Linked DNA regions of Sus scrofa: region 2 is linked to region 1. The links are chromatin contacts, called in public Hi-C maps. All regions are on one chromosome and are shown on one strand. Each heading gives the region's core, a stretch centred on a gene start, on an enhancer-like site or on the middle of the called end of the contact. The rest is flanking DNA. Distances are from core to core; before and after follow the strand shown. Region 1 holds the start of ZNF184 (zinc finger protein 184). Region 2 holds the start of ZNF391 (zinc finger protein 391).

Region 1 (5,321 bases), core at 921-3,420:
TCATTTTCCCCTTTGAACTGCAGATACTTTTTATATGTATGCGGTTTTATATTGGCATATCTATTTTCTTCCAATGATCTCTCTATCTTTATGCCAAAGAATACTCTATTAATCAGTATGGCTTTAGAATGTCTTATCATGTGGTAATAAAAGTCCTCCAGATTTGTTCTTTCTTTGCAAGATTTCTGAGACTATTCTAGGTCCTTTCCACAAGCACATATATTTCAGAGATAGTTTGTCAATTCTCTCAGAAGTCCACTTTGACAATTTTATTTCAAACACATTGAATCTGAGTCTTTCAATCAATGAATATATCTTTTCATTTATTTAGATATTATTAAAAACTCTCAGAGTTCCCATCGTGGCGCAGCGGTTAACGAATCCAACTAGGATCCATGAGGTTGCGGATTCGATCCCTGGCCTTACTCAGTGGGTTAAGGATCTAGCATTGCCGTGAGCTGTGGTGTAGGCTGCAGACACGGCTCAGATCCCGCATTGCTGTGGCTCTGGCATAGGTTGGCAGCTACAGACCCCTAGCCTGGGAACCTTCATATGCCGTGGGAGTGGCCCTAGAAAAGGCAAAAAAAAAAAAAAAAAAAAAAGATAAAAATAATAAAAAAATAAAAATTCTCAGCACAGTGATTTGAGGCTTTTAATATAGCACTCTTGCACATTTTATTACATTTATTATTGTGTTTATTATTAGAATATTGATAGTTTTCTTGCTATTGTAAATGACAAAAAATTGTCTATTTTTACTGGTGTAGATGAATACAACATATATTTGAATATGGGGTTTTGTATCCAGTAAATTTGTTGTTTAAAAGAGCGTTATTTTAATCTGACAACTAGTATCATTATAAGAAGAGGAAATTTGGGTACACAAAGAGACACCAGGGAAAAGCATGCATAAAGCAAAGGACATGTGAGGATACTTCAAGAAGGTGGCTATCTGTAATCCAAGGAAGAGGTCTTTGGAGAAACAAACTTGTTGACACCTTGATCTTGGACTTCCAGCTTCCAGAACTGTGACAAAATTAATTTCTATTGTTTAAGCCACTCAATCTATGGGAATTACCGACATTTTGTTATGGCAATCATCTACATATTGCCTTTCCATCCTCTGTCCTTTATAGCTATCAGCCATTTTCTTCTATTTCATTTGTCTTTCTTTTGAATCATTCAGCTTTAAAAGAATATCCTATACATAACCTAGTCACTTTTTCGTAGCATCAATTCAGTTCTCCATTATGAATAATGCTCCTGCACTTAAATACTCTTTGCTATATGTTTTAATTCCTTTTCATCTGATGTCTTTATTTCAGCCTGTTCTTTCACAGCTTTCATTTCTGTTTCATTTAGGTCGTGTCTTCTGGCAATCTACTTAGAATACCAAATTGTTGCCAGAAATTTTCTGGTTCTCACAGTAGGTTTTTTCTGAAATCTGCTTCTAGATACCGTCCCTTTCCTTTTACTGTAACTTTGTTTTTCATATACTTAGTGTTGGGATTCCAAGTTTAGTGTTTTGTCAGCCAGTAGTCTGTGACTTGACCTTAACCCCGCTATACAAATATGGAGATGCACAGAAGTACAGTAAAGTGCTTGGGCCACACATTTAAAAGTATAGAAACCTATCGACATCTTTCGGATATTCTGCCAAAGACACATCGACAGACTGGAGTTGGGTTTCATTCATAGCTATGTGTGGGCTGAAGTAAGCATACACCGTGCACTACAGCGGTCAAAACATGGGAAGCCCACCTCACAGTTTAAAGTGAAGGTTACGACCCATTTGAGAGTCATGAAAGCAATATAATGGGTCACGACCAGAATTTTTTAAACAAATAAGTATAATATCAAATACAAGGTAGGGCACGTAATACAGGAAAGTATTGCATTATGACATAATTGTGTTTTAAAATTATATACGTGTATAAATGTGTACTCTTATAATCAGTCTGGTCACACATGCTTGAGAGTCACCTCTCCAACGAACACTTTCAACTCAGAGACCAAGGAACAAACGACTGAAGGGCAGAACCCCAGGCCCTGCTCAAAGGGCTCTTACTCTTTGGCTGAGGCCTCTGGGAAATGGAGTTTAGCGTCCTAGAGCATGCTGGGAATCGTAGTCCCGCGTGTCTGCGGGGCGTGATCTAACGCTGGCGGGCGGGGGCGGGGTTCTCTCCTCACGACCGGAAGTGGCCGTTGAAGCCGGCTGTAGGCGTGAAAAGAGGGGGGAGACCTGATGCTTCGGCTCCCTTCGCTAGGTTTGGTGATCGTCTCAGAGCTTCCGGGCGGGGGATAGGAGTGTGTGGCAGGCTCTAGAGGGAGGGAAGCCCAGGTATCACTATGGCAACCGCCAGTCCTCCGGCCGCGTGACGTCACTCCTCTCTTCGCTTGAAGCGGCCTCTGTGGGAGAGAGCTGGGGCGTCCTAGAAGGGGCGCCCATCGCCTCCTTCAGAGTGGGGCTGTTCCGCTCCGATCCCTGGGAGGGCTTTGTTCTTTTGTTCCGGCCTAGGAGGAAGGACCAGAGCCGGGCCCCGCCCTGTTGTCCATTTTCCAGCTTTTCCGCCCTGCAACAGGTGTGTCTTCCTGAGCCCGCGGGGGTGTGAGCCCGCAAGTGTGCACAGAGGTAACCGTCCGGGTAGGTGGGAGCTTCTGGTCAGATTCTAGGATAGGCGACAGGGGTTTTGGAATCTGGGGATGAGAATCTGCGTTCTCGATCTCCATTCTGTTTTTGTTCAGCCGGAATGCCACATGTCTCTTTAATGCTCTCTCTGGTCACTTCTCTTTTCCAAGGACCTCTTGGCCGCTCTGCAAAACTCTTGAGTTGTGATTGTATGACAGTTGCTGCTGACCTCATCCTGTGTCTTTTAGGGTAGCCAACTTCAGCGGGCGTAAGGGCTCATCCTCCTGCTGAACATCTGGGCTCCAGACTGAGGACCCAGCTTGAGAAACCCTGGTGTCCTGATTCCAAGAGGAAGGGGATGAGCACTTGAGATGGAAGGTAATGGGGAAGACTTGGGGGAGAGTGGGATGATGGAGGCAAAACAGCAGGCACGACTTGAAAATTAAACACTTGGCAGAGCTGGAAGTAGTGGAAGGAAGGGACCTTATGTATATAAGGATGGATGGAGAAAGAAACAATTACATCATAGGGAGAGACTTACTTATATTATAGGGGGAAACTTGAAGGAAGAGTTAATTCTGCCTGACTTTGGGATTGGGGAATGAAAAGAAGTAATGATTCAGAATGTCTGTGATCCTCACATAACCTCTGTTTATTAAAAATTAGAATGATAATGTTGCAGTCAGGAAAAGTCTTGGTACTCATCTCTTAGTGCAAGAATCAGTTCTGAAATATCCCTGGCAGATGGCCATCTGTTAAGCCTATGCCTGAACAAGTGTGGTGTTAAACAGCATTTTGGGTGCAGACTATTCCCTTGTGGGGTCTTTCTTTTTTTAGTTCCTTATATTAGGCACAGTTGTCTTTCTCTGTAATTTCTGTGTTGATTTTAGCTCTTAGTCCTCAAAAGCAAGAAACTGCTGGCTCTTTAACATTGTTGCCCTTCAGATATGTGAATTCAGCTGTTAAAACTCCTACTCACAAATTCTGTTTCTTTTCCAAACAAAATCGCCTCAATTCCCTTGATGAGTCTTCATGTAATATATCTGGTCCTCTTCCCTAAAAACTCTCCTGCGTGATGGCATGCTTCTTAAAATTCATTGCCTAAAACTAAACGTAGTTCTTTAGGTATATTTTGAAAATTTTTGATATGGATTATATTTCTGCTGTTTAGCATCAAATTTATTTGCTTTTTAAAAATTAAGCAAATGAATTCCCATTATGGCTCAGGGGTTAACTAATCCAACTAGTATCCATGAGGATGCAGGTTCAATCCCTGACCTTGCTCAGTGGGTTAAGGATCCAACGTTGCCCATAGCCGTTGGTATAGATCGCAGACGAGGCTCGGATCTCAGGTTGCTGTGTCTGTGGCAGAGGCTAGTGGCTGCAGCTCCAATTCGACTCCTAGCCTGGGAACCTCCATATGCCACTGGTGTGGCCCTAAAAAGACTAAATAAATAAATAAAAGTAAAAATTAAGCAATAATATGCTGTTAGCCCTAGATCTTTTTTACATAAACTACGGTGAACTAGGTTTTTGTCATCCTTGTATAATAGAATTGTTTTTATCCTTAATGTTGGGACTTCACATTTATGAGTGTTCAGTTTTTTTGGCCAAATGTTCCAGTTTATCAGAATAATTAAGAATATTAATTTGGTTATTCAGTGTTTAACTGTCCTTTCCAACTTTATGTCTCTAGCATATTTAATGAATATTCCTCCTATTTCTTCCTACCTGTTGTTGAACAGGTCATGATAAGGACAGAGCCCTGTGATATATCACTATAGACTTAGGGTTTGGTTAAACCTGTTATCATACAGTCTTTTTGTTGGATTTGTTTAATATCATTAGAAGCCTTAACATTATTTATATTATTTATTAAGTTTGAGCTATACCTTATTTGCCCTCAGCTCCTTTTTTCTACAAGTTCAAAGAATCTCTATTTTATTTATGGCAAATGTATGTGTATCTACAATTATCTTAAAAAGTATAATGAAAAAAATAGCTCTTTCATTATATTACCAATGAATGATTGGAAGTTATAATAAAAATAATAGGTCTATAATAACATCCAATATGTGAAACAGGAATATAAACCAACACAAACACTCAGGCTCTGTATACTGAAAGCTATAAAACATTGCTGAGAAAAAATTTTCCACCTTTATTGAGATATAATTGACCCTAACATTGTGTAAGTTGTCTGTTACGATTATTTGATACACCTATATATTGCAAAATCATTACCACAATATGGTTAGTTAACACATCTGTTACCACATATATTTGCTTTTTTATGTGTGTGCATGTGACGAGAATATGTAAGATTTATTCTCTTAGCAGCTTTCAAGTGTATAATACAGTATTGTCAGCTATAGTTACCATGCAGTACATTAAATTTCCAGAACTTATTTATAACTGAAAGTTTGTACCCTTTAAACAACATCTCCCCATTTCTTCCACTCTACAGCCCTTGGAAACCATCATTTTACTCTTTGTTTCTGGGTCTGGCCTTTTTAGATTCCACGTATGAGGGAGATCGTGCAGTATTTGTCTTCCTTTTTCTTATTTCACTTAGCATAATGCCTTCAGAGTCTATCTGTGTTGTCCTAAATGACAGGATTTCCTTCTGTTTTATGGCTGAATAATATTGCATTGTATGTATGTGTATGTATGTGTATGTTCCCACTGTTGG
Region 2 (6,160 bases), core at 2,867-5,366, 46 kb after region 1:
ATTGAAAAAATAAAAAGAACCCAACTATAAAAGGAGCCTAACTTGACGCCTCTAGAAAAGATCCTTTTTTGGTCTTTTCTCTTGGGTCTGCCCATTCTAAGCATTTTATGCATATTGACTCATTTGAGTCTCACAACAGTGAGAGGGGTACTATTGTTATTTCCACAATACAAATGAAGAGTTTGAGGTATAGAAAGGATAAGTAATTTGGCCCAAGGTCAAGTGATAAATCCTGGACTCAAACTCACTATACTACATCCTACTTACTGCTTCTCAACAGGCAGGGAAAGAATACTTGGGTCACATTTTCCATTCCTGTGGCCTGTAAGGGCCAAGAAACTAAACCTTGCTGATCCCAGGACACCAGCATGATCTTGACCCTCCAGAGCCATGGAGGTTCAGAGAGTGACTACCTCTGAGAAATAACTATCCTGGAGGCTGAAATAAGTCCAGCCACACTAAAAGCCTTAACTGTGTAAACTAAGGATTACGTTTCCTGGCCTCCTCTAAAGTGCTACCACAAAGCAAGTTGCTTCCTTGGTATACATCAGTGAAACATCAGATAGAGGCCCTATGGTATAAGAATTTACCAAGTAATTTGGACTTTGATCATAGCTCCACTGGTAGCTAAATAAAAACCAAGGAAAAATAACCAGTCTGGCTTTATATACCCTCATTTGTAAAATGAAGATGTTGGGCTTGATTGTTTGGTCTGAGATGATTCCTGGAATTTAATTTTAGATTCCCAACTCTGAGGCAGAGACCCATCTGCCTAGACTGAGGGGATAAGACTAGAATAAATAGACTTTTCTAAATCCCAGAGACATGTGAGAGCCTAAGGTCCATGTTTTAGATGACACCATTCAAGAAACAGGCCAATCACCTAATGATGAAATAGAGCAAGAGGTGCTGAGTAAGATATTAAAAGCAATGAGCAGGCAAACAGGGAATAGTCCCATCAGACAAAATTTACCACACTTACCTAAGAAGGAACATTCTATGAAAAGAGAAGTAAATGTGTCTCCATTTGGCGAGATGACACAAACTTCCAAAAAAGAAAAGACTCAACTTACACGGCATACAGATTTTATAGTGAGATAGAAAGTTGCCTTTCCCTCTTCTGCTTCCTCTTGGTTTTCTTTTTGGTCAAGGGCAAATCTGGGAATAACAGGTCTTATCCTAAGGTATCCAGAGTCACTGATCTAGCACTGTTCATATTGGGCCAGGTGAATGCAACCCTAAGTATTAAGAGGTAAAACAAATGCCCCAAAATAATTCCCCCTCCTCCAAGACACAAAGAAAATGACAGTAGACATTTATGTCTGGGTTAGTCCCCAGTTCTTTAACGAGAAAAGGTAAAGGATGGATTTGGGTCAAGTACAAATGCTCTAACCTCTCTAGGTGTTCTAAGGCATATAATACAGCTGGTTTATCGATTTTCTCACATGGGATGAGTTCAAAGGGAGTAGGCAGTAGACCCCTGCTTCTTCCTGACAGTCAAAACAGAAGGTGGAGATACTGCTCCATCATAGAGCTAAGCATCTCTGTGCAAGTCACTCACTTTTTAAAAAATCTAGTCCACACTATAAAATGGCATTACCAGGAGTTCCCGTTGTGGCTCAGTGGTTAACAAATCCGACTATGAACCATGAGGTTTTGGGTTCGATCCCTGGCCTTGCTCAGTGGGTTAAGGATCTGGCGTTGCTGTGAGCTGTGGTGTAGGTTGCAGACGCGGCTCAGATCCTGCGTTGCTGTGGCTCTGGCATAGGCCGGTGGCTACAGCTCCGATTGGACCCCTAGCCTGGGAACCTCCATATGCCACGGGAGTGGCCCAAGAAATGGCAAAAAGACAAAAATAAATGAATAAATAAATAAATAAATAAAATAAAATGGCATTACCAGTACCGGTTTATCTTTTCTCACAAAGCTTCTGTGAATGCTACAAGGTAAAAATGGCAAAGCTTATCATAAAGAATATCATACACACAAAGAGATTATATTACTGCTGTGCTCACCTCAAATGAATTAACTTTTAAATTGTGATGGTGTACATTTAAGGAAAGACGCTCTCAGAGGATTTGTACTGCTGCTCTAGAGTGTAGACAGATGCATTTTTTTTTCTGCCTTTGGAGGATGCACATGAAATGGGGAAGACAGTTCTGGTAGATATGACAAAAGTCTTGGGGGAGCCCCCTAGATCTATTTTAGGGAGGCTAGGAGGTCACTATCTCCACAAGGTTAGGACCATACACTTATCCAGGTTTCATCCAAGAGGTTCCTCCACCACGATGTGCAGTGTTACCTCTCCCTTTTCTCTTCTTCATACTTTAGTTATATGGATCACCTTACTGCCCTATGGATACTGCATCCTTACCAAATCATTATTCTCTCCAGTATAGTGGTCACAAAGTACAGCAGCACCAGCAAACCCCATTCTTTATACAACTAACTTTCTAGCCCTCACAGCTCCGATCACCTCTTGTTGTCCTAAGCTGAAATTCTTTTAATCATGCCACTTCCTCTTATCATCAACTGCTGATCCAGGAAGTATTTTCCCTTGTATCTACTCCCTTCAATATTAGAAATTATCTCATTCAGAAGGAAGCAGGTGCTGAAGGTTCTGGAATAGGTCCTCTCTAGGTGCTTTGCTTTCTGGTATCGGGCTAACTGCTCCTTTACGAATGTAGAAGGCAGCAGGAAGGCCTAGGCAGTTTCTGTTCAACCCTAAAACGGAGGTGGTCAAGTCTCGAGGCCTACCAAAAGATGGTCTTAAGAAAGCAGAGTCCATAAAAATTGGCTCATAATCACAACAAATTCACAAAATTTGATACACAGAATTTGTCAATACTTCCCCCAACAAATAACACCTACTATATTCAAGTACTAACCCTCATCACCAGAACCATAAAATAAATGCTAGCACTCTCAAACTCTGTAACTTCAAGTAAGGTACTTCATCTCTGTGTGCTTCAATATTCTTATCTGTAACATGAGGATATTTATAGTACATTTCATGGGCTTAATGCGAGAATTAAATGAGTTAATGTAAGTAAAAACTCTTAGAACAGTGCCTGGCGCACAGTAAGCATCTGGGAGACACCCAAGTACAGAAGCCCCTCCTCGCCCAGCTGGAGCCGAGCGGAACGCAACTTTGATCTTTTCTATCTCCCAGGGGCTCACCCTGGGAATTATCACTGTCAATGCAGCCGAGGGACTAGGCTGTGCCCACGGCTAGGCGACCTCTGAGCGCTGGGCAGAGACACCGCGCCAGGTTCCAACCGCGGAGGCACCTCCCAGCCAGATCTGCGGCCAGGCCACCTTCGGCCCTCTCCCCGGAGAGAGCCGAGTGTCTCCGCACGACTGCTTGCCAGAGTCTCCAGGCCCACCCGTTCAGGCCTCGGGACACTGCGTGCCCCACTCACCGGCCGTCTCGGCCGAGCACTGGGACACACCCTGGGTGGGTCCGCCCGGGTGGGTCCCGCCCTTAGACGGAACCTGAGTGTGCAGGGCTTGAGGAAGCCGGAAGGATTAATGGGAAACCACTGTGTTGACCCGCTGCTCCCTCGCTCACCAAGTTTCCTGGGGATCACAGACGCTCTTCCACTCAGACCCCTGGTCGTATCCTGCTCGGTATGCGGGGCCAGTCATTGCCTGATCAACCGCCGGGACCTAATTCTCCCGGGGCAAATGGCCTGTTAGAGAACAGAGACGCTAAGGAGAGTGGGCAACATACTGGAGGCCGTGGCTCTGCGCCTGCGCGGGAGAGTCCGGAATCGCCCTGTGGTGCTCTAAGTTTCCCGGAGATTTTTGCAGAGCCATTTGCGTGGTGTGTGTGACGTTGAGAGATTGAGAAGCTGATGCTAGAGGCCGGAGAAAGTGGGTCTTTGACAGGCGCCGAAGACGTTAATACATTCTACAAAGTATAGTACAAACCAATGGTTAATAGTTTTAAACACCATACCCGGTGAGTTGTTTAAAACACAGATTCACACAAATCCGACTAGGAACCATGAGGTTTCGGATTTGATCTCTGGCCTGCTCAGTGGGTTAAGGATCCGGCGTTGCCGTGAGCTGTGGTGTAGTTCGCAGACGTGGCTGTAGTGTAGGCCGGCAGCTACAGCTCCCATTAAACCCCTAGCCTGGGAACCTCAATATGCCACAGGTGCGGCCCTAAAAAGACAAAACATAAAATAAAATACAGATTCCCAGGCTTCCTACGCATCGATCTGAGGAAAGTCCCAGGCATCCAAGACAATTCTAATGAAGGTGGACCTCACACTTTCTCTGAAGAAAAGGCTTTTTTTTTTTTTTTTTTTGCACAGCCTAGATGCTTAAATGCGGTTAAATGCAGGACACTTCTCCAATTCCACCATGAGACATAAAGGTGAATACAATGAGGATCCTACCTGTGTTTTATACAGGATCCTACCTATCCTTTATAGCTTTACCCTTAAATTTAGATCTTTGACGCATTCTGAATTATTTCTTGTATTTGGTGTAAAGTAAGGGTACAACTTCATTATTTTGCCCACAGATATCCAGTTTTTGCGGTAGCATTTGTTGAAAAAGGCTGTCGTTTCCCACTGGTATGCTCTTAGCTTTACTGAAAATCAGTTGAGGTGTATGTGAAGGTTCCCTCCCCAAAACCCCACCCCAGCTCTTTTTTATTACATTGGTCTATATATCTGTTCCTATTGAAGCACCATACTATTTAGATTATTACTGTGTAGCTTTGTGGTGAGTTTTGAAATTAGGAAGTATGAAAACTCCAACTTATTTCTATGATAATTTTAGTTTTGAGAGCCCCTTGAGATTCCATCTGAATTTTAGGATGGGTTTTTCTGTTTCTGTTGGAACAAAACATTGTTGGGATTTTGATGGGGAATTCATCAAATCTGCTTTGAGTAGTCTTGCCATCTTAACAATATTGTCTTCGAATCTGTGAACATGGTATGTCTTTCAATTACTTAGGTCTTCCTTAATTTTTTTCAGCAATATTTTGTAGTTTTGAGTGTACAAGTCTTTTGTCTCCTTGGTTAAATTTGTTCCTAGGTATTTTATTCTTTTTGATGCTATTGCAAATAGAATTCTTTAATTTTCATTTCAGATTGTTCATAGCAAGTGTGTAGAAATACAACTGAATTTTTTGTGTTTATATTCTATAAATTTGCTGAATTCATTTATAATTTGTAACAATATTTTCATAGATTATTTATTTAGAGTTTTCTGCATGTAAGATCATGTCATCTGTGAATATAGATAATTTTACTTATTTTCCAATTTGGATGTCTTTTATTTCTTTTTCTTGCTTAATTGCTCTGCCTATAACTATTTTGTTGAATAAGTCACAAAAGTGGGCATCTTTCGTTGCTGAGAAGTTTTTCAGTGTTTTAGCCATTGAGTATGATGTTAATTGTGGGGTTTTCATATGTGGTTTTTATCACGTTGAGGAAGTTTCCTTTTACAGCTTTTTTTTTTTTGTTGTGAAAGGGTATTAAGTTTTGTCATTGCTGTTTCTGTATCAATTGAGATGTTCATGTGGTTTGCTTAATTCTTTCTACTGATGTGGAAATTATGTATAATCTGTTACATCGATTGATTTTGTACATTGAACCATATTTGTATGCCACTTGGTCAAGGTGTACAATCTTTTAGATATACTACTGAGTTGGGTTTGCTAATATTTTGTTGAGTATTTTTCTGTCTTTATTCATAAGGGATATTGGTCTGTAATTTTGTGGGGGTGTTTTTGGAGGGGTTGTTTTTGTCTTTGTGCCTTTTTCTAGCTTTGGTATCATGGTAATGCTGGCTTCATGTAATGAATTGGGAAGCATTTCCTCCTCTTTAATGTTTTGTAAGAGTTTAAGAAAAATTTGTGTTAATTTTTTAAATGTTTGGTAGAATTCATCAGTAAAGGCTTTATTGGGAGACTTTTGACTACTGACTCAATCTTCTTATGAATTATAAGTATATTCAGATTGTTTCTTTAGTAAGTTTTGGTAGATTTTGCATTTCTGGAAACTTGTCCATTTCACATAGGTTACACATCTTATTGTACTCTCTTGTACTTCTTTTGGTTTCTGTAAAATCAGTAGTAACGTTCTCATTTCATTTTTCATTTTAGTACTTTGAGTCTCTCTATTTTTTGCCTAGTCAATCC

What was found. A called contact is a pair of places that touch in the nucleus more often than the background predicts.
Region 2: a Hi-C map of skeletal muscle shows a contact between it and region 1, with 4 times the contacts expected there. The contact joins the promoter of ZNF391 here to the promoter of ZNF184 in region 1. A contact is called at or near these places in 9 of 47 Hi-C or Micro-C datasets (alveolar macrophages, fetal heart ventricle, heart right ventricle and 4 more).

The regions. Positions count from the first base shown.
Region 1 is chr7:21,432,085-21,437,405 of Sscrofa11.1, reverse strand. ZNF184 (zinc finger protein 184) reads left to right here and starts at 2,170. Exons shown (of 7, transcript XM_021099796.1): 1 at 2,170-2,632; 2 at 2,878-3,007.
Region 2 is chr7:21,387,076-21,393,235 of Sscrofa11.1, reverse strand. It overlaps ZNF391 (zinc finger protein 391), which reads right to left and starts at 4,116. Exons shown (of 4, transcript XR_001297755.2): 1 at 3,572-4,116. All of the region lies in intron 2 of LOC102159855 (zinc finger protein 2 homolog), which reads left to right.